Linked DNA regions of Delphinus delphis: region 1 is linked to region 2. The links are chromatin contacts, called in public Hi-C maps. All regions are on one chromosome and are shown on one strand. The core of a region is the stretch at or near the end of the contact, and the rest is flanking DNA. Distances in the headings are between cores, read along the strand shown. Region 1 holds the start of RPL31 (ribosomal protein L31). Region 2 holds the start of CNOT11 (CCR4-NOT transcription complex subunit 11).

Region 1 (5,314 bases), core at 1,271-3,770, 190 kb after region 2:
TAGAAAAAGCATTACGGCAGGGAAAAAAGGTAAAACTAAACCCAAACTGTGAGCTTGAATCAGGTACTTGCCTGCTTTGATTAGGAAAGAAAGTGGCCAACCCATGTGGAATCATAGCAAGAACTTTGGCTTCTCATCTGAGTTAAGATGGGAAGCCAATGGGGGCCTTGAGAACAGCCCGGGTGTCTGGGGCTGGAAGAGGGAGCCAGGAGCTGGAGCCGCTGACTGCAACCATCAAGAGAACACTGGTGGGACCAGTGCCATCAGCCTGGGGAAGGCCAAGCCAAGAAGACACACTCACTTGCCGCGAAGGCCACAGGGAAATGGGAAGGTCGGGGGTGGAGATGGACGCTAGGAGTTTGGTGTGGGGCCATGTAAAATTTTTGAGATACCCATTTAAACACCCAAGTATACAGGTTAACAGCAGCTGGATACGCGAGACCCTAAAGCTAGCCGCTGTTACCAAGCATAGGTAGAGAGGGGCTGAGCCCTGGACTCAACGCTAAGAGGACGGGCTGTGAGTAACAACAGACTAGACTGGGGAGGGGCAGCAGCTGCGGAAGCACAAAAACCACCACTGTGGGATCTTTGGAAGTAAAGCGAAGAATGAATTGCTGCCCATCAAGTATGACCGAAGGTTTTAGTTCCGTGAGGTCTTCACTTAGGGCTCTTATGACAAAGCACAGAATGCCTGAAAAACCTGCCCACCCACAATGCCTCACACCCACTCTTCTAATGTCCGCTAACTGTGTGGCCTTTAAAACACCACCCCTTTCACCTTGTGACTTACTTTCCACCTGCAACTTTTCACCGCTTTGTATCTGGATGCTTGTCTAACTTCCCCTACTAAGTAAACTAGGAAGGCAGGCTCTCTGGTTCCCTGTTGAATACACAGAGCCCAAGACACAGTAAGTGCCTAATATGCTCCCCAAACGAATATACGCACGCCCCTCAAATTAAGGGGTGAGGGGAAGAGAACGTGGTTACCAGCAGCATCTATGCACAAAAAAGGCACGGGACTTTTGCCCCAAAAGCCTCGAGACCCCACGTACACGACACTCCTTGGCTCGCACACGGTCAACGCCTGGCCGGAAACGCCAGGCCCAACGCGGACGCTGCTGCACACTGAGCTCCCTCACAAAACGGGCTGTCCAGATACGAGACTGCCCGAGCAAGCGCAGGCAATTCTGCTCCACGGACTGGTGCCCGAATACAGTATTCTGCAGTGCAACACATGCTATCAAAAATACCCCAAGTAACAGTATTCAAGAAGAGGTTTGGTCTCCATCATCACTAGTAAGCACCATGTGCAGAAAAAACGGGAAGCCTCGCTAAGCTTGAGAACAGGGAACCACCAAACCCCAGGGACGAAAACCAAGAACCAGCACGTTCCAAATCGTTCCCAATATGCTTGCACCTCACTAATCCACAACCTCCAAGTGTCGCCGGCACAAACACGGCCCTATAACCCCACCGATACACTCTTTTCCGGTCCCTCCAGCAGCTGCACTGGCGGCATTACAGCTTTACCGATGTTACTACGCAACTGTGGAGGTCAGCGAACTAAAGGAAGCCCATCGGAGTGTTCGTATTCTGGGCCGGGCACAGCTTTAGCTAACTGGTTACCTTTACTAAGGCCTAGACACATCGAAAAAGCTTGCTTCCCCTCATATACACATCTTTCATCCTTCAGGCCTGCCAAGGTGTAACTGCGAAACAGAGTGAAATGATTTTATCGTTACCGTATTTCTCCAAGTTGGCTCTCCCAGAAACCTAATCTGTCTAGGTATTAACCTCTGAGCATTACGCTTTAACCCCTGTAAGCCTTAAACAGGGTCCACGGAATACAGACGAGCTTTTGAAGAAATGCGTAATTTCTAGACCACACAGCATCCAGACGACTAGACTGACCCCAGGGACAACCAGACCGCCATCTCGGGAGCCCCCATCAGCAAGGCATAGACGACCGCAGGGGTACTCACACTCCGTGGATGCGCTTGTGAATGTTGATGGTGTATTCTCTGGTCACCACCTCGTTGATGGCGGACCGGCCCTTCTTCTTCTCGCCGCCCTTCTTTGCGGGAGCCATCTAAGCCCAGGCAACAACGAGGCTCAGAGCGAGTGGGACAAACCCAAGCCAAGTCCTCCCTCCCGGCCCGGCCTCACGCAGCCGCCCTCGGAGCGGGTCCGGCGAGGCCCCTGAAGCCCCAGGTCTGGACAAAGCCAAGCCGGCCACCCCGCGCAGCCCAAGCATCCGCGCCCCTTAGGTGCCCCCGCCCCGGAAACCCCTGCGGCCCGGGTTCTCCTAAGGTTGGCCACTCTCTCTCCCAGTCTCCGGGAGCCCTTAAATGCAGGGCAGATTCCCGTGCCGTCGGAACGCGGGGCCCCGTGCCGGGTCAAGAGAGAGCCCGCTGTCCTAGTCGACACAATCCGGGGCGAGGATGCCGCCGGATTCCTGCAGCCGGCACCGAGCGCACATACTCACCTTGCTCGTCCGGGGTTAGAAAGGAAGGCCGGGAGGGATTGTGGGAGAAGGAAAGCAGGGTCGCAAATACAACTTCCGGGTCACCTGGAGGCGGGTGGAGGGGGCGGGTGAGAGGAGGGAAGAGGCGAGGCTGTGACGTAAGCGGCGCGCGCCGGGAGGGAAAATCTAGAGGGCCTCGGGCGCGGGACCTGGAGAGTCGCGCTCTCTGCGCCAGCTTCCTGCCGCGCGACCCCGCCTCCTGCGCGCGAACGAGTGTGGGAGGGACTTGCGTCTCCGGTCTTACTCTTGAGAGGAAACCGGACCTTGGTCCCCAGGTGGAGGAGGGCGTGGCGGGGAGGAAAGTCGCTCTTCTGTTATTCCCACTCGCTCAGTGATTCGGCCAGCGGTGTCTGACCCTGTGTTCCCGGCTGGAGGCCCGGAGATGACTGACGCGGCTGCCGCCCTGGAGGGGCTCCGGTCGGGCAGAGCGGGCTCGCGAGAAGGGCGTCCTCGCTGCCCGGCCCGGGGAGCCTCTCGGGGTTGGGTGGGGGGCCGCGATCAGCCGCAGTGGGACCTGGGCTAGGGGCGAGGAGGGGGGTAGAGCAGAGGCCTGCACAAGAAGTGTTTCGAAATCAAAATCGCCAGTTTGTAACTGACTATATGAAGTGTCAATTTAGGAGACTGTTAGTAGTTGACAAAATCACCTTAGAAAGGGAGAGTAAAATACTATACAAGCTATTACATTGGAGAAATCAATATGATTTCATGACCTTAAAGAAATACCTGTTTTTCGCTCGATCACAACAAAATGGCCCAATAATAGCAATAGAAGCAGCACTTTTATCCAACACCTGATGTAAGATACGTACCTTGAGAATGAAAAGGGAGGAACCTGACGCCAGGAGGTCGGGTGTGAGTTGACAGACTACAGAGCCAAGTCCCGCGTCCCCAGGCCAAACCCACGGGTTCACAACTCTGGACCTTCAGTCTGCCGATCAGAAATTGCGTTCTCTTTTGGAGGGGGCGAGGGCATGATAAGATCCTTAAACCTAGGGAGGTGTAAAAACTTTACTGGGTGAGTTATTGAAACCCTAGAACGGTATGTTAAAACTGGAGCGCTGAGAAGGTGTGAGAATGAGCATGTTGTAAAATACAGACGCGTTAAATCTGTGATATTCACATTTTGCAACCAGTTTAGATGTAAAGATATATATATATATAGTTATATTTTGTGGATCCTTTTAGAACTTTTAAGAAAGCTTCTGTATCAGACTTGAGATTTTAATTCTTACAAGGGTTATTTGTAATCTCTTTTCATAATTGGGGAAATTTTGGGGGTAAATTCCTAAATATTGACTCATTTGTTGTTTAAGCAGCATGTGATTAATAAGGGAAATGTTGACTATTTAATGGTTAAAAGAATGCTAATCGATAAATGTATAAGATTAGTCAGTTGGACATTAAATGACTTACAGTTAGTGGTGACTATCTTTCCACGTACAAAATCCCCTCTGACAGAAAGGAATTTACCAGCATGGAGGATAAAGTTTTTCAGTTTATATCGATGGGTGGGGTCGTGGCTCCACTGAAAGAGGTGGGGACTTCGGGAGGGGCAGATGGTTTTAAAGGAAGTTGAGTCACATACTGAATTAAATTCAGGACCTTTTAAGTGTGTATAAAGTGGTAACCCAATATTGGAGTATATATTTTAAGGCCTGTATTATTTCAGTGAATGTGCTGATGGGTTACCCTGCTTCTCCCATAACTGGACATTGGCTGGTTAGGGAATAATCCTAAAGGAAATTTTTTTTTCTTTCTGATGAGCTTTTTTCACCCGGAAAAATAAAGCTGCTTCACAGATACCATAAGGCTGTATATTTCAGCTATTTCGTCAACCATGTTATGCATACAGAAGTATGCTGTCGTTTGTACGATCGCACATAGGCATTGTATGAAATTCATACGTCTGTGTCCAAAAAGCCACATATGTCATGTCTCTGGAGGATCCAAATTAGTTATTTGTCTAGGTTATTAAGGGATGACTTTAAAACCTTCAGGCTTCACATAAAGTGAAGAGAGAAACTGAAGCAATTTTCTACCCAACACCCACATTTTACCAGATAATTTTGGCAAGAGTCCAACATGTCATGACTTAGAATGATCTCATAGTTGATCAGTTCACCGTGTTGCCTGTATAAACAAAAATTTTAAATTAATTTAATGGACGTTAGTTGCCATTAGAGACAGAAGATACTACATTTTAATTGAGTTAGTTTAAAATATTCTAAAACTTGGTGCATTCCAGAGTTCACATTTCAGTCACTTCTCAAGAGCCAAGACGTTATAGTTTTCCAGATAGAAAGGTCATGGCTTTTCTCGAAACAACAGGATTGCAAAACGGTCTTTTAATGAGCAAAATCAAAAGCTAAGGGATTAAGCTTCCCCTGATGTTATGTGGGTTTAAAGAATTATTACCCAATAAGAGTTTTCTGAGTTTATCCAGACTCTGAACATGTGTAAGGTTTAAGCAATACTAAATTAAATTAGTAGCGTGACGTACTCCACCCTTTTCTAATGGCTTCCAGCTAGAAAATCCTAGGAAAACAAATATGCTGTTTCCATTAAAAAAGTTGTTCTACTTAAAAGTGCAGATTCTGACAGCCAATTAAAATACAAATCCTTTTACAGAAAAATCAGATCTGTAAACCTTTGAATTTACAAAACAGTTAAATTACAAAATAGGTAATCCAGTGTCACACAGACTTTTTGTTTTAAAACGAGGGTTCCTTTAAAGAGTAAATGATCCTAATATATGCCAAATATTTAGACTTACCTGTTTTCAGGAATATT
Region 2 (5,292 bases), core at 386-2,885:
CTAACCCCCAATCACAGCCCTGCGATTAGTGCCCTGGGAAGAGAGACCCCAGAGGGATCCCTCATCCCTTTCACCATGTGAGGACACAGTGTGAAGACAGCTGTCTGTGAACCAGGAAGCAGGCCTTCACCAGACGCCCAGTCTGCTGGGGCCTTGACCTTGGACTTCCCAGCCTCCAGAACGATGAGAAATAAATTTCTGTTTATAAGCCAAACAAACAAACAGAAATAGCAAAAGAGGCCTCGCATCCAACCCAGTGCTCTCACTAAAGGTGCACGAGCATGCATTTTACATAATGTGCAGCAGTCTTGCGTCTTCCAGTCTAGGCCGTGAATTGAGACCACTTTCTAGCCTCTGCCCCCATCGCGTTAACCAAGGACACCTAACAGCAAGAAGGCGGCTGTAAAGTCCTGAAACGCTGCTGAACGTGCATTTCCGCTCAACAACGTATTCGGGTTCTGAACGACTTCTCGGTGACTCCTGAGACTTAAAGCCGGGGTGTAGGAGGGCAGATCCTGTGTGTCATTACTTACAACTGCACACACCTCAGACGCGCGTGACGAGCACGAACTGCATCATGATGCACTAAAGCGTCAAGCCCAACACTAAGCGGCACGGTTTCACGGCCCGTACTGTTGGGAGGAGTAATTTTCGGTGCCGTGAAGCTGCCACTTGTCCCTACTCGGTGGAGGGAGTGCGGAAGGGATTTCAAAAGGACACAGTCCATTTCACGTGTGGGTGAAGGCCCAGCAGCTGCCGGATCTCACCCTCCGCGCCGCACAGCGGGCTCCCGGCGGGAGGACCCGGGCTTACCTGAGAGCGGCGGCCGGTCGGGCTCCTGGCCGCCGCGGGCGGGCGGCGCGGGGTTAAGCAGGTGCGCGAAGCTGGCGGCGAAGGGGTTGGCGGCGAGCGGCTCGGTGCGGTACATCTCCCAGAGCAGGTAGAGCGCCGTGAGGCGCTGCGCCGCGCTGGGCAGAAGGTCCGGCTGCTGCAGCAGCATGACGAGCACAGAGCCCAGGCGGAAGTGATCGGCCTTGCTGAAGTAGTGGTGGAAGGCGGTGGACAGGCCCTCGAAGGTGCTGCCGCCGCCCGCCTCCTCCGAGATGATGCTCAGCAGGCTCGAAAGCTCCTTCGGGGTCAGGCTCATCCTGCACGCGGGGCCCCCCGGGCCTCCACAACCCGGCCCGGGGCCACCCGCTCCGCCTCTGCCGCCGCCGGAGCCGGAGCCTCCTGGCCCGCTCCTAGACACCGACCCCGCCGCTTCCCGGGCCCTCCTTTGCTCCGCGGCGGTAAGAAAACGGCCACACGCCGCGCTCGCCCCGCCGCCGGGCATCAACCTCGCTCGCCAGTCCTGTTTCCGGGCCGGAAAGGCCCTGGCACCGGCTCGCTCCGTCCCCGCGGCCGTAAAGCGCGCTGTGGCACGACAGCGTCGCAAACAAAACCCGCCGGGAAGCCAGCCGCCCGCAGAGGAGAGTGTGGCGCGGACCCAGAGCGAGGCTGCTGGAGCCGGGCCAGGGAGAGGATCCCGAGACGCCGAGTGGGCGGAGCGAAAAGCCGGAAATGGGGGTGGGGCCTGTGGGGGAGCTGCGGAAGTCTCGCGGTGCCACAGCACCACGCTGTGGTGCAGTCTGCGCATGGGCGAGCAACGTCCGCCCCCAGAGGCACCCCGAGGGTTGTACCAGGCAAAGAAGGTCCCAAGAAATTTGGGTGACGTTATTGTCTGGAAAAATGCATCTTATAATCTGAAAAGTTGCGGGCTTCCCTAGTGACACAGTGGTTAGGAATCTGCCTGCCAAGGCAGGGGACATGGGTTCGCGCCCTGGTCCGAGAAGATACCTTATGCTGTGGATCAGCTAAGCCCACGTGCCACAACCACTGAGCCTGCGCTCTAGAGCCCGCGAGCCACAACTATTGAGCCCAAGCGCGACAACGAAGACCCAATGCAGCAAAAAAAAAAAAAAAAATCTGAAAAGTTTTCTTAATATAACACACCTGGCTGTTCATGGTGAAACCTTTTTAAGTGCTAATAGCTATGAAGATCACACATTTCTCATTACCAAAGTTAATTTCCAGTCTTACACTCCTATTTGAGGAAATGGAATCATACGCACACGAGCTTTTGTACACGGTTACTTTAACAAGATTTTCGTAAAATGTTTCCAATAAACATTCGTTTACAAAATTGTTGTACAACTTTTTACCAAAGCCTGCCCAAGGGTGCTGATTCTGGGCCTTAGCTGTGCATTGGAAGTTCCCCAAGAGCCTTCAAAAATGCTAGTGCCTGGTCCTGGTGGCCAGGTATTAACAAACAGAAAGCAAAAACACCTGCCCAGGTGCCTAGTGTGTACTCTGGGTTGGGAATCACCGAGGGGTGTGTTCCAGACTTCCCCAGTTCCTCCCTTAGACCTACAAAACCCTACAGGGATTCCACCAGCGATTCCCAGCAGGCAAGTTTGGGAGATACAGTCTGCGCTAACTCATGCTAGTAGCTCGAGAATTATCTAGTTGCGCGCCACCTTAATTCTAAAGTATAATTGAAGGAAGAGAAACTGCTGGGTCAAGGGGCATGCATATTCTGAAGGCTTCTTCACTCGACTATTAGATATCCCTGTAGAAGGGTCCTGCCAGTTAACTAACAGCAGCAGATATAACTTGGTAACGCTTGGACTCCTGGGAAACTGATTCGAATTATCTTGAAAGTACTCTCATTTTATTTATTTACTATAGTAAATAAACTTTATTGTGTTTGGGATGTCTGTTACAGCAATGAGCTTACCCGCATAGGTTTTGCTGTGGTTTTTTTTTAAGTTGTTTCAAAATATGTGAACATTATGTGCCCCACCACCCCAAAAAACTAAATATTTTTCTTTCTGTAAGAGCATTTTCAAAATTAGGTTGGTGTTAAAAAGAAAACCAGAGGCCCCAGATGGAGTCACTTATGCTAGGTCACACTACTAATCTAACTGAAGCTTCACCCTCCCCCAGAAATGTAGTCTTAACCAGGAATTTTCTGGTCAGCACCAATGAGCTAATCGGTCACCATGCCCCAAAGGAAAATGAAGTAACCTGTCACAAAGACTTCTTCCATCCCCCATAAGTAGGATACCTATGCCTGAAATAAATCTTCCTTGCTTAGACTTCTTTGTCTTGCCTTTGAAAACCTTTTCTTTTCTGTAGCCCTTGGGAGCTCCTCTCTACTTGCTAGATGGGATGCTGCCCGACTCATGAACTGCTCAATAAAACCAATTAAATCTTTAAAATTTACACAGTTGACTTTTCGTTATTTAACAATGGTAATACAGGGTTTCCTACGTGTTCCCCGAAAACAACTCTCAGGCCCTGGTAACAAATAACCACAAACAGAAATCTGTCCTCTCACAGTTCTGGAGGCTAAAAGTCCAAAATAAGAGTGTCAGCAGAGCCAGGCTCCCTCTGAAGGCTCTGGGGAAGAATCCTTCCTTGTCTCCTCCTAGCTTCCCGTGATGCCCAGCGGTCTCTGGCGTCCCTTGGCTTATGCTGCACCATTCCTATCTCTGCCTCTGCAGTCATGTGGCCTTCTTTCCCGTGTGTCTGTGCTTCATGTGGCTTTCTTATGGGGACACCAGTCATTGGGTTTAGGGCCCACCCTAATCTAGTATGTCCTCATCTTAACTAACTGCATCTGCAAAAACCCCATTTCCAAATAAGGTCACATTCTGAGATGGACATGAGTTTTGAGGAGACACCATTCCACCAGTAGAGACCCAAAGCTCTCCCGGGCATGTATCCAGTCATACATACCGTCCAAGGCCGACCATGACGTCAAAAAGTGGGCGGTGCCCAATTTCTGGAAATCCCCACCCCTTCCCCAAAATAGCTGGAATACTCCTCCCACTCATTAGCCTATGAAATTACCCACCCCTATAAAAACCGACACCCCCCCCCAGGCGGGGGTGGGGCTGCTCTTGCCTTCTGAGATGGCCCACAGATCTGTAGAGTGTGTTCCTCTCTAAATTAATCCACTTCTTACCTATCACTTTGTGTCTCACTGAATTCTTTCTACATGAGACATCAAGAACCTGACCTTCATTAAGTCCTGAGACCACGTGTGTGAGCTCAGTTAAAAGAACGTGGGTTCAAGTCCCAATCTGGGTTGCACAGTTTCAGCTGGACTGCCAGGAAGCCCTCGTAATCTCTTCTTAAAAAGACACCAATCATAGTGGATTAGGGCCCACCCTAATGACCTCACTTGAACTCAATTACTTCTTTAAAGACCCTATACAAATACAGTCACTTTCTAACTGGGGGTTACAACTCAACATAGGAATTTGGGGGGCAGGGAGGCAGAGGCAGGGGACAACACCACAACCTGTGACAAAGAGGGAGCAGTAACTTTGGCATGAAGCAAGGAAATGTTTCATTGTCTCTTTGTTGGCTGCAAGAATCCCAGGAAGCTCAAAACAAAAGGAAGAAAACTGAATAGGTGGCTCTCACCAAAGTTACGCACAGGGAGGAGAGAAGCAGAGACTGGAGTGATGTTGCCACAAGTTGAGAACATCTGGAGCCACCAGAAGCTGGAAGAGGCAAGGAAGCATCCTGGAGCCTGACCCTGCCAAAGCCTTTGTCAGCAGATAAGGCAGGGGGTCCCTGGAGAAAGAGAACCAGGCATGGCTTTCTTGACATAAGAAAAGCCATTTTGGTCTAAGCCACTTGGTGATCCTTATAGGCCTGGCCACAATGCTTGCCCTTTATAAGATGTTTGTAACAGGTCTCAATAATCAATGATCTTAAGGGAAGAGAGGGAACACAGGGACAGAGGGAAAGCAGTCAAGAAACAATAGTTCAGCGATAAAACTGAGTCCTAGTTCCTCCTCAAGGAATATACGTAACAATCTGATACAGTCTCTGAGTTCTGCAGGAACTAAGCCCCCCTCCATCCCCTGGTGGAGGATGGAAGGATGACGTTGACCCTCTTGACTTCAACCAACTAAAGCCTGGACTCCGTCGACCTTTGCCCTAATTCTATGCTGAGTTCTCCTCTGCTCAAGCCCCTTCATGAATATGCATATGCCTTAGCTTAAAACGTCCCCAATTTTGCTGTTAGGGGAGACACTGCTTGGGGAAAGGTCCCCAGTGTTCTCCTTACTTGTTGCAAGTAATAAATGCTTCCTTCTCCCCATCTTCGGCTCGGTTGTAGCTTTTGGCTCAACACCTACAAAGCGGTGAACCCAGTTTTCGGGTAATATCTTCGTTTCAAACATCTAGCTTCCAAAACTGGGGAAATAAATTTCTGGGTTCTTTTACGCCACCCAG

What was found. A called contact is a pair of places that touch in the nucleus more often than the background predicts.
Region 1: a contact with region 2 is called in a Hi-C map of lung, with 4 times the contacts expected there. The contact joins the promoter of RPL31 here to the promoter of CNOT11 in region 2. A contact is called at or near these places in 2 of 3 Hi-C or Micro-C datasets (lung and muscle).

What each region holds. Positions count from the first base shown.
Region 1 is chr12:7,199,414-7,204,727 of mDelDel1.2, forward strand. It overlaps RPL31 (ribosomal protein L31), which reads right to left and starts at 2,521. Exons shown (of 5, transcript XM_060027270.1): 1 at 2,486-2,521; 2 at 1,983-2,089. The coding sequence starts at 2,089.
Region 2 is chr12:7,011,836-7,017,127 of mDelDel1.2, forward strand. CNOT11 (CCR4-NOT transcription complex subunit 11) reads right to left here and starts at 1,636. Exons shown (of 7, transcript XM_060027263.2): 1 at 814-1,636. The coding sequence starts at 1,636.